2 separate regions of the Cricetulus griseus genome follow, and region 1 is linked to region 2. A link is a contact called in public Hi-C data. All regions are on one chromosome and are shown on one strand. The core of a region is the stretch at or near the end of the contact, and the rest is flanking DNA. Distances in the headings are between cores, read along the strand shown. Region 1 has its middle 21 kb from the start of Claudin-4. Region 2 holds the start of Tmem270 (transmembrane protein 270).

Region 1 (3,976 bases), core at 46-2,545, 57 kb after region 2:
TCTTCCAGAGGACCTGTGTTAAAAGTGCCAGCACCACACAGAAGCTCACAACTGTCTGTAACTCTAGTTCCAGGGGATCTGACACCTTCTTTTGTCCTCCAAGGGCCCCAGCCACATCCCACCTGGTGCAAGACATAAATGTAGGCAAACATCCATACCCATAAGTTTGAAAATACAATAAAATAAATTAAGTTATATCTTTTTAAAAAATAGGGATGGGGCTATGGTAGAATGCCTACTCAGCATTCATGAGGCCCTTCCTGTACCACGAATAAATAAATATGTTTTTTTTTTCAAGACAGGGTTTCTCTGTGTATCCTTGGCTGTCCAAGAACTAACTCTTGTAGACCAGGCTGGCCTCAGACTCACAGAGATTCACCTGCCTCTGCCTCCCAAGTGCTGGGATTAAAGGTGTGCTCCACCATTGCCCAGCTAAAAATAAAAAATTTTGAAACAGGGTGGCACTATGTAGGCCAAACTGGACTCAGACTCAAGAGAGCCACTTGCTTCTGCCTCTGGAGTGCTGGGGTTAAAGGTGTGCATCACCACACCAGGCAAAAATATTTTTTTTTCTTTTTTGATTTTTCAAGACAGTGTTTCTCTGTATTGCTCTGGAGGCTGTCCTGGAACTCACTCTGCAGACCAGGCTGGCCTTAAACTCACAGAGATCTGCCTACCTCTGCCTCCCGAGTGCTAGGATTAACGGTGTGTGCCATCAACGCCCGGAAAAAATAAAATCTTAAAACAAACTTCAGAGTGAGAGTGAATATCTCCTATCCTAGGTGACACTGATCACATCAACCTCAACTGCCTGTCCCACTGGCTTCTTTCTCCAGGGCCAGAGATTGGTCCTGGACAACTGTGTCTCTTGCTAGAGTCGCCCTCTCCTGTTTGTTAGGGAGAACTGCAGCTTCCACAAAGTTTGATAGAAATTTTGAAAATCTCATATAACACTGGAGGATGGAGAGATACAGCCGTTGGAACAGGATGCTAAAACACCTCCAAATTGGCTGCCTATGTAGAGAACCAGAGGTGGGACTCTTCCGTTTAAAAAAGGTAACAGTTGTGGAGTGCTAGAGATCTGAGTCTGTCCTCTCATGCTGCCTGACTGGATGTTGAGGCTGGGTCCAGTACACCTTAGTTGTCTGCGGAGGGAATAGCAAGTATGACCGAGCCTTGACATAGTCTGAAAAGGCCAACCTGAGACAGAAATATGAGATCCCGGGAGACTGAATGGAAAGAAGAGCCCATCCATTCCTGGTGGGGGAACTGTGGCTCTGGACACGAGAGCACCCCTAGTGGAGGTGAGAGTCGCTGCAGCTCGATCAGCTTGCTTATTTATAAAGTGTGTGTGTGTGTGTGTGTGTGTGTGTGTGTGTGTGTGTGTGTGTGTGTGTGCGTGCGTGCGCGCATGAGAATGCCATGGCATGCATGCATGCATGTAGAGGTCAAAAAACAACCACTGAAGTTTTCTTCTTCTACTCTGTGATTTCTGGAAACCGAACTCAGTGGCAAGCGCCTTCACCTCACTGCCCCACCTCACCCCCCAACTCACTGCACACACCAAACGACCTCTGCTTGGTCTTGTGGAATACCGCCACCCTGGGGACCCAGCTGGGCAGAGTCCTTTCAAGCTAGTCCTGATGTAGCGTCGGGAGGAGGAGTGTACGCCTGGATGAAGAAGAAGAAAGAGGGAGAAGCTGTTGGAGCCGCTAGGATGATGGCAACTTTACATCTTTCCCCAGCAGCTTCCACCCCTAAAAGACGGAGACCCTTCCCACACGCTCAAGATGGGTGGAGAGCCCCACCTATAGATTCGCTACAGGAACTGAAGCCCCGCCCACACCATCTAGTCTCTAGATGGCCCTGCCAACATCCTCCTGATGGAATCTGATAGGCCCCCCTACAATAAGGTCAGAAGCCCCGCCCACACGGTTTACCGGTAGACTGGGAAACTCCGCCCACCGAGATACTTTGGAATGGAAGGCCCTGCCTACGTGCTCACCTAGGGAAGAGCTTAAACCCCGCCAGCTGTAACCCCCAGAAAATCCGGGAGAGATGCCCCGCCCCTGCCTGGTGGCTCACAACACATCCGTGATTCCAGCTCCAGAGGGTCTGACGCCCTTTTCTGACCTCCGACAGCACATTTTGCACTTTTACACATACAAAACATATACACTGGCGAAAGACTCACATTAACTAAACTAAATAAATCGAATTTAAGAAAAGAACTACCCTGGCCTCATCCTGGGCCCATTCACTAAGTTCCTGATTCTTCATCCCCAGCTGCCCTCCATAACTCCCCAGAGAGAATGAAAATTCCAACAGTGGGAAACTCAGCTTTCAGTAGGGGCAGAGGGGACCTAGGGGGACAAGAAAGCGATTAGAGTGGGCCAGGGGATTCAGGGATCCGGCCTGAAACCAGGAAGTGCCCTTGGCCAGGCTTCCTGGCAGCCCCCAGGCTGGGTTCAGTTGAACCTGGCAGAAAACGGAAGAAAGTGATCTTGGGCAGGGCCTGTTTATGGCTTGGTGAAACCTAGCCCTGGGGAGAGAGAGTTTCTCCCAAGGGGGAGGGGTAGGCAGGTGTGACTCACCCCTTTCTCACCTGCTCAGTGACACCTAAGAGCCTGGGAATTACCCCAGAGTAGCCAACCAGGTCATGTAGAGAGAAAACAGTTCCACTCTGACCTGGCCATTCTCACCTCACACCTTCCCAATGTCCGCGAAGGGAGGGGAAGGTTGTACCCAGAACTATGGACTCTGTGGATGAGAACACAGCACCCTGTCGCGCCAGGCAATAACAACCCATCTATCCTTAGACTCAGGGTGTAGTAAGCATGCGCAGGAGGTCCAGGCCCTCAAGACCCTGCGGCCGAGGACGGTACCAGGAAACCTACCAAGACCGGCTCCCACAAGAGGCCCACCCACACCTACCTGCCCCAACCAGTTTTGCTTCTCAAAAGGCCCTTAGGGGGCCCGGAAGTTGGAATGAGAAGACAGAGCCCTGGGGCAGCAGAGAGGGAGGGAAATATAAACTACCTATTCCCTGATCTAGAGCCAAGAAACCTTCACCGAAAACCCCAAGAGGGTAAGAACGCAGACATCTCTAAGACATCTGCGATAACGCAGAGGGTGAAATGCCACACGGTGCCCATTAATCTGCACTTTGGCCTTTTCTTTTTAGTTGTGCTTTGGGTTCTTTTTGGTGTTTGTTTGTTTGTTTTGAGACAGGGTTTCTCTGTGTAGCCCTGTCTGTCCTGGGACTCACTCTGTAGACCAGGCTGGTCTCAAACTCAGAGATCCTCCTGCCTCTGCCACCAATGCTGTTGTGCTTAAAGTTGTGCTCCACCACTGCCTGGCTGTTTTTGTTTTTTAATGCTGGATATCGAAACCAGGGCTATGCACCTGCTAGGCAAGAGCTCTGCCTCTGAACTACATGCCAGCACTGTGCCAACCTTTCCCATGTGAAATTAAAAAGTAATAAGCTGAGCAGGATGGCACAGACCTTTGATCCTAGCACTCAGGCAGATCTCTTGAGTCCAAGGCCAGTGCATTCTACATAAAGTATCCTAGGACAGCCAAGGTAACATAGAGAGACCCTGTTTCAAAAAAAAAAAAAGAAAGAAAGAAAGAAAAGAAAACAAAAGTAATAGTAACAACAGAGGAGGGGCTAAGGATATGAGTTTGCCTGCATGCACGAAGCCCCATTGATTTGATTCCCAAACCTACAGAAGCTGGCTGAGGTCGAACACACCTATCCCAGCACACAGGAGCTAGAAGCAGGAGGCTTAGAAGTTCAAGGTCATTCCTAACTACATAGCTAGTTTGAGACAGGGTCTTAATGTTGCCCAGGCTGGCCTCAAGCTTGTTATATAATAGAGGATGACCTTTGAGGTCCTAATGCCTGACTCCACCTCCGGAGTGCTGGGATTATAAGCTTGCTTCATGCTACCGAAACTCATTTTCTTGGAGTGTC
Region 2 (3,851 bases), core at 1,064-3,563:
GGGGCTTGCTAAGCTGCCAGAAAAGACAAAATAAACAAAAACCCATCAGCCCCAAGTTCACAGGATTGAAGGAATAAGGGAGAATGATAGAGGAGGGCATCCAGACCTCTGGTTTTTATGTGCACACACAGCATGTGCATCCACACACATGTACAGACATCATACCCACACACATGAACGGACATCATACCCACACACATGGACGGACGTCATACCCACACACATGTACAGATGTCATACCCACACACATGTACAGACATCATACCCACACACATGTACAGATGTCATACCCACACACATGTACAGACATCATACCCACACACATGTACAGATGTCATACCCACACACATGTACAGACATCATACCCATGGGTAACACATGTACAGACGTCATACCCACACACATGGACGGACGTCATACCCACACACATGTACAGACATCATACCCACACACATGTACAGACATCATACCCACACACATGGACGGACGTCATACCCACACACATGGACGGACATCATACCCACACACATGGACGGACGTCATACCCACACACATGGACAGATGTCATATCCACACACATGTACAGACATCATACCCACACACATGGACGGACGTCATACCCACACACATGGACGGACATCATACCCACACACATGTACAGACGTCATACCCACACACATGGACGGACGTCATACCCACACACATGTACAGATGTCATACCCACACACATGGACGGACGTCATACCCACACACATGTACAGATGTCATACCCACACACATGGACGGACATCATACCCACACACATGTACAGATGTCATACCCACACACATGGACGGATGTCATACCCACACACATTAACACCAGAAGGAAATAAGAAGAGGGAGGAAGAAAGAAAGAAGGGGGGAGGAGGGGAAGGGAGAGGAAAGGGAAAGTGGGCCCATGAGATGGCTCAGCAGGTAAAGGGGCTTGCTGCTAAACCTGATGGCCTGAGTTCAATCCCCAGGACCCACATGGTGGAAGAGGAGAACTGACTACACACACACACACACACACACACACACACACACACACACACACACAGAGTCAATCAATCAGTCAGTCAGTCAGTCAGTCAGTCAGTCAGTCAGTCAGTCAAATATAATCTTTTTGAACGAAAGAAAGGACCAGGTGTAATGGCACACATCTTTAGTCTCAGTACTGAGGGAGGCAGAGGCAGGCAGATCTCTGGGAGTTCAAGGCCAGCCTGCTCTACATAGCAAGTACCAGGGCAGCCGGGGCTACCCAATGAGACTTTTCTCAAAATGGATATACATATAAATAAACAAACAGAAGGAAGGGGAAGAGAGAAAAGAAAGGAGGGGGAGGAGGGGAAGGAAGACTGCTGATAAACACCCATGCCACAGTAGTTCCTGATGAGGCTTCTGGGAGTTCACTGGTTATTCCCTGGTGGCTAGTAAACACTGAATCTCTATAGGTTCCTATCCCCACCATGCTTACCATCGCAGAGAGACTCCCAACCTGCAGCAGAATTCCGAGGAGGCCGGATCTGACCCGGGGAACGGCCTCCATGTCTGGCCTCCATCCATTCCTCCAGCCAGGAGAGGCAGGGTGACCTCACAGATGCCACAGGGTGGGGGGTTAGTTACCATGGGGACCCAGTTGCCACATGAGCCACTATCTCTTTCCTTAGGTCCCCTCCTGCTCCTCTGAGACCTCAGCTCAAATCTGGCTACATTGAGATCACAGATCGGATAGTGACCACAGATCTCTAGGATCAGTTCTCTGTCTATCTGTATATCTTTCTTTCTTTTTATTTATTTATGTTTTTAGAGAGGGTGTCAGGTAGCATAGGCTGGTCTCAAACCAGCTATGAAGTGAAAAAGATGACCTTGAATTCCAGACCCTCCTGCCTCCACTTCCCAACAGCTGGGATGACAGGCATGAGTCACCACGCCTAGCCTTTTGAATTTTGATTTGGCTTTTGTTAGAGACAGGCTCATCCCAGTAGTTCAGGATAGTCATTTCCAGCAGGTGTATTAGTAGCAGGTTTTGGCTTTAGGCAACCTGTGGCTAGAGACCCCCGGGAAAACAGCTCAGACCACATTCAGAATCAGTCTAGTTTACCTGCCAGTCATGGGTGGTGGGAAGGTAGAGAGGGAAGACGGAAAATAGAAGGGTGGAGGAGATGGAATCTGTATGGCCTTACCTTCCAGGATGGGCCCGAGAGTAGCAGATTTGCTGCAGAAGGAGCCCCAATTTAGCTTCCTCAACTGAGACCCTTCTGTCCTCACTACTCCCCATCCTTACCTCCCCCCCCCCCCCGCCTCCCTCCCTTCCCCTTCTCTCTCCCCATCAACATCGGGATGGAGAACGAATTGCACGCTGGTGGTGCTCAGTCTTGGAGTTTCCCCCATACAGAAGACCAGGGATGAACAGCTGGGAGCATCGAGGAAACCAACGAGGAACCACCAGGCCAGGGATCCCGGATAAAGAAGCATGATCGCATCCCCAGAGCGCTCCGCACGGGTGCAGTACTGCAACGCTGCCGCGAGGGGGCGGGAAACACCACGGGGTCAGCAGGGCGCTCGACAGGCAAGAGAAAAGTTTCTGATTTTTGCCCAATCGGTTTCTTGGTAAACAGCCTCTTGGAGCATCTGAGAGCACTGTTTGTGCATTTCCTGTCAATGCCTGGGTTACAAGAAGAGGAACCACCCAGAAATAATGAGACTCACAATCTTTCCCCCACCCCACCCTTTATTTTATTTTGGTTTTTCCGAGACAGGGTTTCTCTGTGTATCCCTGGCTGTCCTGGAACTCACTCTGTAGACCAGGCTGGCCTTGAACTCAGAGATCTGCCTGTCTCTGCCTCCCGAGTGCTGCATTAAAGGCGTGCTCTACCACCCGTTACCCCACACACACACACACACACACCGTCCAGTCTCCCCTTAATTTAACCCCTTCTTTATTTGTCAGAGCTGGGGGAGTTGAAACCAGGTCCTTACACATGTTAGACAAGAGAAGAAGAACCCAGCTTGGCCTCCATTCCTCTTTGTATCTGAGGCTAACTTCCGATTCTTCTCCCTTGCACCCTCCTATTTCAAGTTTTTTAACATGATTTTTATTTGTGTGACTTGGATAAAGCCATTTGTAGAAGAAAAACATACAAGTTTCCATATGAATATGTATAATGGCATGTGGATCATTTTGTATGCTCCAGAAAACAATAGAAGAAAAGATTAGGTATAAAATAATGGAGTTTGGCGTGGTGGCACATGATTTTAAGCCTAACACTGGGGAGACAGCGACAGGTGGATCTCTGATTATTTTGAGGCCAGCCTGGTCTGCAGCCTAGTTCCAAGACAGCCAAGGGGGCATAAAGAAACTCTGTTTCAGCCAGGTAGTGGTGGCATATGCCTTGGGGAGGAAGAGGCAGGTGGATCTCCAAGTTTGAAACCAGCCTGGTCTATACATAATGAGTTCCAGGACAGCCAGGGCTACACTGAGAAACCCTGTCTCAAAAAACAACAAAAAACAATGAGAGAGAGAGAGAGAGAGAGAGAGAGAGAGAGAGAGAGAGAGAGAGACCCTGTCTGAAAAAATGGAAAAAAGAGAAGAAAATAAAGGCCAACAGGTAAAGGCACTTGCTACCAAGCCCATTGACCTGAGTTCGACCCTGGACACCCACATGGTAGAAGAAAAGAACCAATTGCAGAAAGCTTAAGGTAGCTCCAGTGGTAGAGATTATGGCCGCCATGTTCCACTCCCACCACTGGGAAGGAATGAAGGAACGAACGAATGAACAGAACACCAGAGGTCTTGGATAAAGTGTTTAATATCAAGTCTGATAATTT

Evidence for each region. Hi-C and Micro-C count contacts between places; a contact is called where the count stands out from the background.
Region 1: a contact with region 2 is called in a Hi-C map of fibroblasts, with 3 times the contacts expected there. The contact joins the enhancer-like site here to the promoter of Tmem270 in region 2. A contact is called at or near these places in 4 of 8 Hi-C or Micro-C datasets (the CHK-Q cell line, the CHO-K1 cell line, fibroblasts and 1 more).

Annotation. Positions count from the first base shown.
Region 1 is chr4:114,041,311-114,045,286 of CriGri-PICRH-1.0, forward strand. No RefSeq gene overlaps it. Among named protein-coding and RNA genes, the nearest start is that of Claudin-4, 21 kb to the left of the region's middle. Within about 2 kb of position 1,296, at least 2 of the 6 cell types and tissues checked have open chromatin away from gene starts, as enhancers often do.
Region 2 is chr4:113,983,056-113,986,906 of CriGri-PICRH-1.0, forward strand. It overlaps Tmem270 (transmembrane protein 270), which reads right to left and starts at 2,314. Exons shown (of 3, transcript XM_035444498.1): 1 at 2,207-2,314.